2 separate regions of the Drosophila melanogaster genome follow, and region 1 is linked to region 2. A link is a contact called in public Hi-C data. All regions are on one chromosome and are shown on one strand. Each heading gives the region's core, a stretch centred on a gene start, on an enhancer-like site or on the middle of the called end of the contact. The rest is flanking DNA. Distances are from core to core; before and after follow the strand shown. Region 1 holds the start of Blm (Bloom syndrome helicase). Region 2 holds the start of Elp1 (Elongator complex protein 1).

What was found. A called contact is a pair of places that touch in the nucleus more often than the background predicts.
Region 1: a Hi-C map of the Kc167 cell line shows a contact between it and region 2, with 1.7 times the contacts expected there. The contact joins the promoter of Blm here to the promoter of Elp1 in region 2. A contact is called at or near these places in 11 of 107 Hi-C or Micro-C datasets (the Clone 8 cell line, the D17-c3 cell line, the Kc167 cell line and 6 more) and 1 of 6 datasets of contacts at active chromatin or transcription factors (the Kc167 cell line).

Annotation. Positions count from the first base shown.
Region 1 is chr3R:11,739,597-11,743,037 of dm6, reverse strand. Blm (Bloom syndrome helicase) reads left to right here and starts at 1,255. Exons shown (of 4, transcript NM_079595.3): 1 at 1,255-1,474; 2 at 1,525-3,441. The coding sequence starts at 1,381. CG14722 reads right to left here and starts at 1,148. Exons shown (of 2, transcript NM_141854.4): 1 at 877-1,148; 2 at 1-801. The coding sequence starts at 884.
Region 2 is chr3R:11,649,577-11,653,114 of dm6, reverse strand. It overlaps Elp1 (Elongator complex protein 1), which reads right to left and starts at 2,144. Exons shown (of 6, transcript NM_001275549.1): 1 at 1,541-2,144; 2 at 339-1,491; 3 at 1-259. The coding sequence starts at 2,107. It overlaps Csk (C-terminal Src kinase), which reads left to right and starts at 2,409. Exons shown (of 9, transcript NM_169414.2): 1 at 2,409-3,030.

The sequences.
Region 1 (3,441 bases), core at 6-2,505, 91 kb before region 2:
TCCCACAGCTTGACCGTACCGGCATCATCGCCCGAGGCAAAGAGATTTTCATTCAGAACGTGCAGCGTGTTGATGGCATCATCGTGGGCCGTCTCGTATAGCTTTTTTAGTTTCTCCGTTTCCATATCGGTGACCATCACGCACTTGTCTTTGGAGCAGGTGAGCAGGAAGCGCCCATCCTCTGTGAACTCCACATCGCGGCATGCTTTGGAATGAACCTCAATAGTGCGCAGCAGCTTGTTAGCCTCGTTGTCATACTCGTACAAATGTACATCCCCGATTATTGTGGCCAAGGCGATGATGTCGCGATCCGGATGAAAGCAGATATCTGTTATAAAGTCTTCCAGCTTAATCTCTGGAGGGGAACTGCGTGGCTTCTTTATGGCTGCTATCATGGCACGTACAGTCTCGTCTGTTTCGTCGTCCTCGTCCAAGTCGAAGGTGGCTTCTGGTTGCTTGTTGCTGCCCGATGGATTATCGTCATCCTTGCGTTTCTTTGCACTCGTTGCTCCTCCGGCGGTGACACCACCCGCCTCGTCGAGCATTGAATCATCTGAATCGGAGTCCGCTGCATTTGGATCGAAACTGTCATCGCTGCTGCTACTATCGTTGCCTTCGTAACTAATGTCGCCATCGTTATCCGGCACTGGAGCACCCATGTCTACCAGGTCATATTCGTCGTTGTCGCTGTCCGACTCGTTCAGCACCTCCTGTTCGATTTCCGCTATTACTCCCACCACCATGTCCTCGTCCAGATCATCTAGTTCGTCTTCGTCGGAGGGGGTTTTAAAGTTGTTATGTCTGCGAAACGTATGTTCGGAACATGTTTAGGATTCCAATCCATTGACCCAATGCGGTGCGTAATAAACTACTCACGTGTGCATAATATTGCAAGTCCAAGCTCCGAAAATATCCGCTTTTATTTACCACGTTTGGATATTGTTTGGATACCACGAGAACAAGAAGAAGCAGAAAGCATGTAGCCACTCAGCTGTTCGATATGGTTGGCCAAATAACTAGTTCTTAGCTAAATTCGCTTTTAAATGTTTTCCTCTGATACACAACAATATATCAATTTACACTTTATATTTTCAATACAAGTCATGCGATGCGCTTTCATCGCTTTACAATTTTTTTTCTTTTAATGATCTTTTAAAATATTATCGGATTAAATATGGTATATTTGAGTAGGTTACTCTGATGTTTCAGCTATATGTGAAGGGTGGACCGACGGTCACACTAATTCCTATTCGCATTGTTTCCATTGGCATATTGCGCGGGTTTTTAGTCCGAAAGTGTATAAAATTGTATTGCTTACTTATTTGTTAACTAGTTGTATGCAAATTAAAGCGCTGACATCTGTTTAAATCGCTGGTCGTGATGTCCAAGAAGCCTGTCGCGCAAAGAAAACAGCTCACACTTAGCAGCTTCATTGGCCTGGATGGCAATTCCCAGAGTCAACCTAAGAGCAGAGGTATTTGGAGCATTTTGACCAAATTAGGGATGTTAATAGTTGCATTTCAGCCGCAAGTGTCAGAAGCAAGCCCCCCGCAGTCTACAATCCCATCTTTCTGGACGCGTCCTCATCCGACGATGAAACTACGGAGATATCCAGTCAATCCAACAATGGCACTATTGCTACGAAGAAGTCCAGCAGAGATCCTAGAACCGCAAAGCTCAAAAAACACACATACCTCGATCTGTCAGTGTCCCCACTAGCTAAACTTTCTGCCAAGAAATATGCCAGAGATTCGCCCAAAAAGCCCACATCCCTCGATCTGTCAGTGTCCCCACTAGCTGAACTTCTTGCCAAAAAATCTGACAGAGATTCGCCCAAAAAGCCAGTACAGAATGAGAATAGTTACACCTATCGGGGATTGTCGGAATCTCCTGTTGAAAATAAATCAATTGGCGATACACTAAGGAAACCACCTCAAAAAGAGAGGAAAACATCAATAGTTTGGCTTTCGGATTCTCCGGAAAAGAAAGTGACGCAAAATGAGAGGAAGATCCTAGACTCTCCACTCCAAAGGTTCTCCTTCGAGGACTTTCCAAACAAAGAAAATGGAAATAGACATCACCTACTCACACTGCCTGATTCGCCGCCCCCTCCGCAGCCTGTCAAGAAACCGGAGAAAACTATGTGGCAAAATGAAACAAAAACGATTCAGGATAAGGACTCCCCTGCAAACCCATTAGTTAGCAACAATCTGGCCTCCATTTCGACTCTGCTTGACTCATCGCGGGCTCCTAATACATATAAAGGCAGTAGTCGTAATCTTTTTGAGGATTCTCCAGAGAAAAGTGGCAGCGGGGAGCAAGGCTATAAACTGGGTTCAGCGAAAGAAAATGAAATCCCGACAAAGCCTGCGACCGCTTCTCTGGAAAGAAATAGCGTCACCTCCTCTCCATCACCAGCGGCACCATTGAAGCCCAGATACAGTGTGGCTTTTGACAATTCTCTGGCTGATTACTTAAAGGACTTGGCCCAAAACGACAACTTCAGCATCGATCCCAATAAACAGAATACTGAGACACTGAAGAGCACGCTTGGATTCTTTCGCAACACTTATGTGGAGCTAATGGAAAAATATTGCTCTCTGATTGACCAGATTCCCGCCATGCACTTCAATGAAATAGCAGGCTTTCAGCCGAATACGTTTCTCAAGCTCAAAGTAATGCGACAAAAATTTAAAGCGCGGACACAGCTTGTCCAAAACAGTTTAGATAAGAAAGAAAGTCAGCTAAAAGCGGAACAGGAAGCCCTTGAGAAGGAGGAAATAGAAATGCAGGCGGAACAGGCTCAGCAGACTGTTTTATCATCATCTTCACCAGAGAAAAGTCGCCCGATAATGCCCCTGCCAAAAGTTCAAGAAATCAAGGATGAAAAAATACCCAATCGGAATCAGCTTATACACGACCTTTGCGGAGAGCCAGACAATTTCTCTCCACCCAGCTCGCCGCGCGATACGCAACTTATTCCGAAACGCCAGCAGCTCATCAACGACCTTTGCGGGGAGCCGGATGACTTCTCACCACCGAGCAAACAAAATGATCCGCACCTGCTGCGAAAGTGCGAAGAACTTGTCCATGACCTTTGCGAGGAACCGGACGACTACTTAGCACAGAGCATGATGCTAGACGGCGACTTGGAGGAGGAACAACTGAACGGACCCACGCAGGGGACGACAACCAGCGGAATGGATGATGACGAAGATGACTTGGAGGGATTGCTGGCGGAAATCGAGGACGAGCATCAGAAGATGCAGGGCCGCAGGTCAGAGTTCAATGGTTACAGCTATAAGGAGTTGGAAGCTGTCAAAGTAAAGGAGAAGCACAAGGAGACCCCGATAAATATTTCCTTGGATGATGATGGATTTCCCGAGTACGATGAGGCTATGTTTGAACAAATGCATTCCCAGGCTGCTGCCAATAAAAGCA
Region 2 (3,538 bases), core at 895-3,394:
GGGCAAATGGCCTCCAGGTTTCCGCGTGGCAACTGCAGCACGACGCGTGCTTTCCGGGCCACTGCCGTTACTATCTTCGCACCGCGTTCAATGTTCCTGCTTGCCACCTGGCGGCGATCATCCAGTTGAACAAAGTGCATCGCATTTAGCTGGGTGTATACAAGATAATTAGTAACTACGCAGAAGGAAGTGACGTCCTCGCCAATGCGATAACCATCGATATGTAGTAGATGCTGATTGCGAAGGGTGACGAGAGCACCTAGGGAGAAAAATATTAAATACATTTAAAAGGAACTGCATTTCAATTATTTCGTTTTTAAGTGATCAGTGTTAAATACCTGTGTAACCATCCCAAATACATCCTTTGACGATAACCCAATCTATCTGGTCAGCCGGCTCATGCAGCTGCACATAAGATCGCTCCACCTTAAGTGTCTTGTCCGCTTTAAGCGACACCTCGTATGTGTGACCATTATTCACTGTTTGCACGTAAAACTCATTCATGGCATAAGGTGCGACGGCAACAGCATTCACCAATCCGTTGATCCGCACGGAACTGTGCACTCGATAGAACCACTCGCCTGGCTTGTTGTCATTATCCTTATATGACAACAGTAGCAGGCGTGTGGATCCTGCTGAACTGTGAGTGGCCAGCAGATAGTGGGGCGAGAAATGGGTGAGATTGGCCAGATGCAAGCCAGAGAGCTCGGCATCGGGCATAAGCATAATGGGCTTTTGTAGCTCTTTGCCTAACGTATGTATGTGTTCATTTAGGTATATTTTACGATCGCAAGTATATACCCACAAGCTGGTACCATGGCTGATGAAGGCATTGATATACGTTTCGAATTTAAGGACGATCTTACTCATGGGTGGTGGTACTATGGCCTCGTCGAAATCTGTGAGCAACAGGCGTTTACCATCAATGACTCCCACGATAGAATTATTTCGATCTACGGCAAATGCCCAGCGGTAGACCAGATGCTTGCCACTTTCCTTAAGAACGTGAAGTGTGTGTTCGGCTCCACACCGCGTGTCCCAATGGAGCAGTGCCAGAGGATCCGCTTGTTCAAAAATCAACACCTGCTTCAAATACCAGTGGTAGTTACCTATTGTATACAGGTACACTCTCTGCTCTTCTTTGGCACATGTCCTAATGGCCAGTATGTCGGAGTCCTCGCTCCAGCGCAGCTGCACCACCGGCTCCTCCTGGAGATCGAAGGGAAGGACCAGCTCCCGATGTCGCAAGCCATTTTTCTCAAAGAGGGCTATGGTAGACTTGTTGGGAAACTGCTGGGGTACGGCAATCCAATTACCCGTAGGCCGCCAGACAACAGAATCTTTTAGATTTGCACTCTTTTCGGCTGTGTGATTCAGTTTTCCCTCGCTATCGTACACCTTAAAGGTGCGACCCAATTGGGCTGCCACATAAGACACAACAAAAAATTCACCATCGCCTCGCCAGGAAATGCTTACATCCTGTGGGGTAAACTAACCGAATTATTGTTTTTCTTTATGCTGGTTAAAAGATTAAACGCACCTGATTTAATTCCTGTTCATCGCGGATGAATGTAGAATCGGATTCTTTCTGCTTCGCAGCCTGCTTTCCCTCCGATCCGTGGAACTGCGTCTCCTTCTTGCCCCATCCCACATTGACAAACTGCTGATCTGGGTCTAGTTCCGCGTCCAGTGGCTGCTCCGCTATAACGTCGAATGTGCTGGTCATCAACACCACGTTGTGAGTGCGGGTAACGAAGGCCACCACTTCCTGATTAGGCGACCATGCCATGCTCTCTATGCCCACGTCACAGAACGTTCCCTCGCTGGTAGCTCCTGTTTGGGGGTCGACCAGGATCACTTCACCAGCACCACTGGCCACGCAGATCGCATTGTCCAGCTGTAAGAACTCCACTCCCACTATGTCCGGCAAATCGGCAATGACTTTTAGTCGTACATCTCCGGACTCCTGAACCGCGTAGATCTTGTTATCAGCCACCACGAAGTATATGTCCGAGGCGCCGCCATTTAGTTCAGGTTGAAGAAGTAGATGCTGGGGATGAGCCACTGCATTCAGCTCCTTGCAATATCGCAGCTTCAGATTGCGCATATTTCGTAAATATTGCACGTGTGGAACTGTGTGACCAGAGGCTTAAATGTCACTGCGGTGATAATTCTTTAATGCAATAATTCAATCGTTGATCAAAGGTTTTTTTGTGATATTTATATGATTATATGAATATGTTTATATACAATATTAGGAGGTTATAAAAAGTACAAATTTTCTTGATTTGTTAATTTTTTCTTTAACATTAATATAAAAACAGCCACAAGCACACATAGCTATAAAATAGCCAGATCTGCTCCGCCAACTCCGTTTACATTACTGCACCATTGCCGACTGGTCACACTGCAGTCCAGCAAAAACGGTTAAACAACACTAGCGCAAGATGGCTGCTCTGCTCTCGTGTGAATTTTTTGTTTAAATTAAAATCGCCCGTGGTGCGGACTGTTTGAGCAATCGAATTTTATTGGCACGCCATGCGTGGGATGAACTAAGACGGATGCAAGTGCGGATATGCATCAGCATCAACGGAGGAGGGCCGAAAATACGGAGAATACAATCGAAAATTCCACAAAACCAACAGCCAGGTGTCGGTGTGTGTATGCGTGAGAGTGCTTGTGCAAGTGTATGTGTGTATTTATATTCTTCATATCGGATCGGATCGTATCGGAAAGGTGGTGCAAATGTTTATAAATATATATTAAGGAACACCTTACTATATATATGCGTGATAAATCCAATGAAATGTGCATGTGGCTGATGGCTTAAAGCGCCAGCACAGGCATCGGAGTGGGCAGCGACGTCGGCAGCGCACCAGCGTCGGATTGGAATGTTAACTAAGAGCAATAACAACAACATCAACAACCACTGAAGCAACGGCAGCACCACCAGCTACATCAAAAACAAACCAAAACATACAATAAAAACAAATAGAAACAGCAATAGCTGCAAACATCATTGAAAATTGGGTAAGTCCAGGCATATGCATGGTTTTGGGACTACTTGTTTTTGAGCCCGTTTTAAGGACTCCGCCCAACGCCCTTTTTTTGCAGCGTCGCGCTGTCTGCTTCCTTAATACACTTGTCGTTGTGTTAGTGCGTGTGTGCGCGTGTGTCGGTGTGAAAGTAAGGAGAGCTTGCGAAAAAGGGATAGCGCAATTGGGCAAATAAAAAAGTGGCCAAATAAAAACTCTGCAAACATTTTTTGCACAATTCCATCAATGAAAAGCAAATATTGCATAAACATTTGCCTCATTATGAGGATGAGATGTATAAATGCAGATGAAATGGACAACGACAAACAAAATACTTTTAAAAGCGCACAGTGGTCACACGATACAGTGGCCGCAAAAGGAAATACAAGACTTTTGATTGTTTACACAAAGACCGCTTCTGTTGAAATCATTAAAAATATCCTAAGGCAAAAAACATTTTCCCCTTAAAAGTGTGCACAAAAGTCTGCATTACGAGTTACTAC